Linked DNA regions of Zea mays: region 1 is linked to region 2. Evidence: chromatin contacts called from public Hi-C data. All regions are on one chromosome and are shown on one strand. The core of a region is the stretch at or near the end of the contact, and the rest is flanking DNA. Distances in the headings are between cores, read along the strand shown.

Region 1 (3,286 bases), core at 498-2,997, 150 kb before region 2:
ACGATCAAGCATTTTTAGTAACATGCTACGAATGAGAAAAGTACAAATCACCACATGATCATAACAAACGTCAGGAAATGAATAGCAAACACAATGGAGCAGACAGTGAGATTACCCTCCCACAACCTTCATGTGGGCACACAAAATTCTTCTCTCCAGTATGGATAAGAAAATGTCTCTTCAACTTAGAGCTATCTAAGAATTTCTGCAAAATCAAATTTACCCGAAAAAAGATTAGTCAAGCAACTGAAATGGGACCATGCCTTTGCAGACTGAAGATTACTCTGGGATGTGAAAAGGAAGGGTAAACAGTACCTTGCCACAGTTCTCATAGTGGCAGATATATTGCCTCTCCCCATGGACATGAGCGTGCTTCTTAAGAGCCCCTACATCAAAAAATGTCTTCCCACATCCTTCGTAGCTGCACAGGAAGAGAACCTCAGAGTTTGGTTCAGGCATTGCAGATGCTGCCCCCTGCTCCTTATCCTTAGCCTTCAAAGCTGCCAGTCTATCCTCTGTAAATAAATCCAATAATAATATTAACAGCGGAATGAAAAGGTTATATCATAGAAGAAACAATTCACTACCCTATAGTTATTAACAGCCATGAAACAATCAGAATATATAACAAAGAATTCCATCTTCCTGTGTGCCCTTGTTGGCATTGTGTGAGAACTTCATAATCTTCATAAATAAGTTGGCAGTGTTCATTACATTGTCCAAATCAGTCAGGACATGTCGGCAATTAAAAGAACACATTGGTATGCTGGTGGCAACCCCCAAAGAGAATGTACTAAGTTTTTCCTCTAGTTTGAACTGAACTGACCACTCTTACTTGGAGACTAACAAGCATATATGTACTGCTCTACTGAAATCTCAATTTTTCTGGGTGGAACTAAACAACCATCCCTTCGTGTGCTGAAGTATTACAAATTAGAAATATGTGATGCAACCAGTATAAGAAACATGAAAAGACCTTGCTTGCTCCACCTGTCTTTAAAGAATTGGAAATTCGCGTGGATACGGATGAATCACTGGTGAAGTACCAGACAGGGCAATTATCATCAGTGCAAAACATGACGATGACATGACAGTACAGTCATAGAATAAAAGGCTGCGGTTTGACAGCAGCAGCAGCAGCAAGCAATCAGCGGGCGCAATCTACCTCGCACCCACTTGTAGAGCGTGCAGGGGCCTCCGGTGACGACCAGATCTTGCGGGACCCTAAAGAGGCAACAGATCAGATGGAAATCGAGGGAGGAGGGAGACTGTGCGAGCCATCGGACGGCAGGCGAGCAACTAACCACTCCTTCACCCAGCGGTAACGGCGGCGTGTGATATGCATCTCCGGGGGCGGCGGGCGCATAGAGCCGGCGCGCGGCGCTGGAGGAGAGGGGCAGGGCTAGGGATTGGGGGCAAAGGGGGGGGGGGGGGGGGGGGGGGGGGGGGGGGGTGGAGGGGTGGGTAGGAAGACTACGAGGAGCACGAGACAGACTCCTTGGTGCGATAGGATTAGGCATGGTGGTGACCGCCCCACCCCAGGCTCCGCGAGGAGATGTATGCCTATGGATGCCATGCCCGACCCGGCGACTCTCAAGCGCCGTCCGACTCCAAGCTCAACACGGTGGGGTGGGGTGGGGTGGGCCATCTGATGGCTCGAGGCACCGCGTTTCTTCTGCCTTTTTCAGGGCGTGCGCTGCCGCCCTTCGTCTTCCGTGGTGCGCAACAATGGGGGATGCCGTCAACTGCTGAAAGAGTGGGGAGATCTAAGGGGTCAAAAAGCAAATGGGCCTTAAACAACACAAATTTTACAAAAAAAAAACACAGAACAACGACATTATTCTCATCTGCAAGTAGCAACATAAATTTTGCCCTCCGGACCATCTGGGTGAAGACACCGTGCTATTGTCAGACCGTCCGATCAAGATCTCGGACCGTCCAATGTCAACAGAAGCATCGTCTTAGTTGATTCGGTTAATAATGTGCCGATACAATTGATTGGAGAACGTTTTTAGTTGCATATCTGCATGACCCAAATGTTAGGACAAACATAAATATTCAGTGTATTGTTTTTAAGTATGTTCTCCTCGATGATAAATTTTATCGCTGAATTCTTGATGATGTTTTGCTTAAGTGTCTGGCCTCTAATGATGCTACATTAGTTATGGTTGAAGTGCATGAAGTCATTTGTGGTACCCATTAATCAGCTCTAAAAATGAATTGGTTTTTGTGAAGATATAGTTTTTATTAGCATGGTATAATAACCGATTGTTTTAAGTACTACAAAAGTTGTCAAAAATGTTAAAAGTTTGGTAATCTACAATTGGTGACTACCGCTGAACTACATCATATTATCAAACATTGGCCCTTTAGGATGATAGAGTTTGGACTTTGTAAGAGAAATTCATCATTTATCGTCGAAGGGACATTGGTTTATGCTAGTCGCAACATACTACTTCACCAAGTGGACAGAAGTCGTTGCACCGAAAAATATTACACTCGGGGATGTAATTGAGTTTGTGACTGAGCATATTATTCATAGATTCGACATTCCTTAGACTTTGACTACATATCAAGAGACTTCTTTCATGTGAAAAGAGGTATGTGAGTTTTCTTAATTGTATAAGATCAAACTACTCAATTCTTCTTCATATTATGCTCAGGCCAATGTGAAAGTAGCCTAGAGGAGGTGAATAGGCTACACCTGAAAATTCTAACAAAAACTTCCAACTTTTTTGAGAACAACCATTTCAACCGGCAAGGCCGGTTCAACCGCTATGGAATGCCAGTTGAACTGCATTACTGTAACACCTCAAAACCATCAACTTAAAATAATGCATTTAAACTTTAGTGGTAATTATTTCAAGTGTTTGATCTTATTTGCATTTAGAATAATTGTTGTTTACTCATATTTGATTTATGGTTGTTTTTTGGGAATTTCTTTTATATTGAAAACCTTATTAATTAATATATATACACATTCTGGTCCAAAAATAAATTCTTTAATGATAAATAATGTTGGTATAATTATTATGAAGTTTTAGAGATATTTAAAAATATATTTCATTATATTTTAGAGAAATAAGGATAAAAGAAAAAAAGGAAACCCTAATCTAAACCGGCCGAATTTGGCCCATCTGCGGCCCAGCCGCCGCGCCACCTTTCCCCTCCCCACCCTCACCGACACCCCCCACGGGTCTCCTCCTTCCTCCAGCCGCCGCACGGGCGCGCGCGCCCAACCCCGCCCGGACGCGTCGACCCGTCTGCGCCCTCTCAACTCCCTCCG
Region 2 (3,184 bases), core at 123-2,622:
AAGCACCTACGAATATCCAAACAAGAAACTAGAGAGCTATTACAAACTAAGTGCTAGAACTAAGAGAGATAGTCTAAATGAAAAAATGCCCAAGTGATAACTCAAAGGGATAACTCTAGGAGATGCCTAAAAAACCAGCCATCTTCTCTAATTATAGAGGGTTATTCCACTTCCCTAAACTAACCCTAGATACATAGAGCTTATCCACTCAGCCATGGGCAAACTGGACTAACTCCTGTATTTTCGATCTGACGACCACACGCTCTTTACAAACTTGCTTCGCCTCAACGCACCCTTCACGATGATGACACGTGACACCCCTGATTCCCACTGGAACCATACCACCGGATTTTGAAGCCCAAACCCGGAGAAACCAGCGAATTCTAGCGCTGAGTGGTTTTGAGGCTCAACCACCGAAAACCTCCATGAATAGTGTACTCTGTACAGGTCCCCCACATCCTGGACACGTGTCCCATCGGTCCGCAACCGCATCGGCAACACAGTTCGCTCCTCCACGTCCTTGCACCCATCAATGTCCCTAGGTGTCAGCCAACACAACTAGTCACCCAGCTTCTCTAATCCCCCGGTCAAGACTCGGTGCTCGTCCTTTAACGCGCCCGGTCCATCGGCACAAACCCACATGACATTCGCCTTCGCTGTCAACCATGTCTCTTGACTACACATTTGCGCACCACAAGTTAAGAGACATGTTTGCACACACAAACTCACACCCTACATAGTTCAACTGGCTCACCCCAAAGTGCTACCCGTTGATAACCACTCATCACAAACCGAACAAAAGGGCACATACCAACCTTGTGTTCGCAATCGTAACTTTCCAAACTTAGTTGATAAGATCCTTTTCGAGCATCTCCAACAAGGTGCCCCCAAAGTAGTGCCCAAAATTAAAATACTACATCATTTAAAGTGTTTACGACACTAAAAACTAATTGAGTTCCAACAGTTAAGTTCTAAATCATATATTTTAGGAAATAAATTACATAATTAGAAAAGAAATAGTTGAGATATAGAAAACAAGGATAAGACACTAATCTAGGGTGTAGTATATTTGAGTCACTTCATGGCGTGTTCTATATATTTTATAAATTTTTGTAAAATCGGTTATTGTTATAGCTATTTTTTTATAAATTAACCTTTATACTTGAAGATACGATACTGATTTAGGGTCCGTTTGGTTGCGGGACAGTCAGAACAGAGACGTCTCCTGTCGTCCTCTCTCGTCCCTCCAATTTTGAGGGACAACATGAGACAACACTGGATAGTCATGTCCCAACCTTTGACCCAGAACCAAACAACCTAATTTGAGGGATCGTCCCATCCCATCCTGTCATTGCAACCAAACAACCTAAGTTATTATTGGAGATGCTTTTGTAAGTTTCGGTAAAGCAATATGCCAAATATAGAGAAAAAGGATAAAGGTTGAAGAGAGAGAAAAAGATAGAGGTTGAAGATGATCGTCAATCTCTTATCGATGCGCACAAGCTGAAAAAATAATGGAGGCTCGCTCTCACTAAGCTCCCTGTTTGCTAAATCGCAACTAATCCGATGCAAAATATTTGTAGAAGAAGAGAGAATAGAGGGTTCAACGCAGAGGCAGAACAACAGCTGCCCCACCAAGCGCCGTCCTGTCGGAGATGGCAGCTGCGGCTCCGGCGGCGTGCAAGGGGAAACGAAAGCGGCACCTCTCCGAGGACGACGTCTGGCTCCTCCTCCACAGGTGCCCCCGTCCTCCCCCAGCCCGTCCTCCTGTTCTCTCCCCGGGCGGCTGGCTTTCATCTTGGGTTTTACTTCACCGCGTCGCTTGCAACCCTTCCCCCCGCAGGTACCATCCAGGGACGATCCTGACGGCGCTGCAGGAGGTGGCGCAGCACGCGGATGGCCGGCGCATAGACTGGAGGGCGGTGGTGGCGAAGTCGGCCACGGGGATCACCTCCGCCCGCGAGTACCAGATGCTCTGGCGCCACTTCGCCTATCATCACGACGTAGACGAGAGCGTCGACGCCGATGACCAGCCTCTGGTTTGTAATCCTACCTACTCCTCAAAACCTAGATTTTGCTGCCCCTTTCAGATCGGCTTAAGGCGTTAATTATCTGAGATTCCTGTAGTGGTGATTGTTTGGATCTTAGGGTTGCACGCACAGGAATTCAGTTTGTTCTTGTGTTGGGTGCTCCTTCGGTAATTGGTGCTACATTTTTTATGTTTGTCTTCTTTGACAATGGTAGGACGATGACAGTGACCTAGAACTGGAGCTTGAACCCGATCCCAACCTGACCAAGGAAGCTTTATGTGAGGCCTCTGCATTAGCCAAGGTATCACTTGTTTGGAAAGCATACAGTAGGATGGTCATTTGATTTTAGAATTTATGATGCCAAATCATGTTTAGTTCACCTTGTTTTCATTTAATTGAATTTGATGCTCTAAAATATCCAGGAAAGAGAGGCACCTGCTTGTGTAGCATTTGCTCTGCCATTTTTCAACACCTTATTTTACCATGATCAAGTATCCAGAAGGGTTTTGGCTGCATACACTTGTTCGGTACTGTAGAGGCTGGAACGTTGTTCCTTTATCTAAAAAAACTATCCAGAAGTGTTGCACTGTTGTGATTGGCTTGCTCAAACAAATCTTTTACTGCAATCTTATCCAGAATGATTACAAAATCCCCACTTGATTCCATCAAACTTAATGCAATGTTTTGAAATTCAAATACCAAGAACAAATCTTAAATCTAGAGTCAGCTTTGTGGTAGTTGGAGAGAACTGGAGTCTGTTGGGCAAGGGTGGAATGCATGGATCATGACTCCCGGTAGGTGGCAGTGATGCCTGTCAGCAAGAGTCATGGCAGTTTTACAGCCCATGAGAGGCAGTAACAAGTGTAGGCGCACCTCAGTCTCAGGTAGGCACACACTGAACTACTAGAGGGACAATCAGTGGTGGGAGCATCAGGCTATCTCCAACCATCCTCCCTCCTAAATCCCCCCTTCGTACTTTCTATTTATATTTAAATACCCCCCCTCAACTATTCTTCCCCCCTATTTCTCCTCCTCTCCAACCATTCCCCCTATTCAGCTCCCCCTTTACCCTTTAACTGAGCTATTGGACTTTTATACATCAGTTTTTGGAGTTTTAAAAACATTACCATATTTGTAGTACCGTAATACACATT

What was found. Hi-C and Micro-C count contacts between places; a contact is called where the count stands out from the background.
Region 1: a contact with region 2 is called in a Hi-C map of ear, with 3 times the contacts expected there. The contact joins the promoter of LOC103653625 here to the promoter of LOC103653624 in region 2. A contact is called at or near these places in 3 of 25 Hi-C or Micro-C datasets (ear, leaf and tassel).

Annotation. Positions count from the first base shown.
Region 1 is chr4:120,185,571-120,188,856 of Zm-B73-REFERENCE-NAM-5.0, reverse strand. LOC103653625 (zinc finger transcription factor YY1) reads right to left here and starts at 1,747. Exons shown (of 6, transcript XM_008680469.4): 1 at 1,305-1,747; 2 at 1,166-1,224; 3 at 316-515; 4 at 116-205. The coding sequence starts at 1,366.
Region 2 is chr4:120,036,629-120,039,812 of Zm-B73-REFERENCE-NAM-5.0, reverse strand. LOC103653624 reads left to right here and starts at 1,372. Exons shown (of 6, transcript XM_008680468.4): 1 at 1,372-1,738; 2 at 1,844-2,039; 3 at 2,245-2,331. The coding sequence starts at 1,656.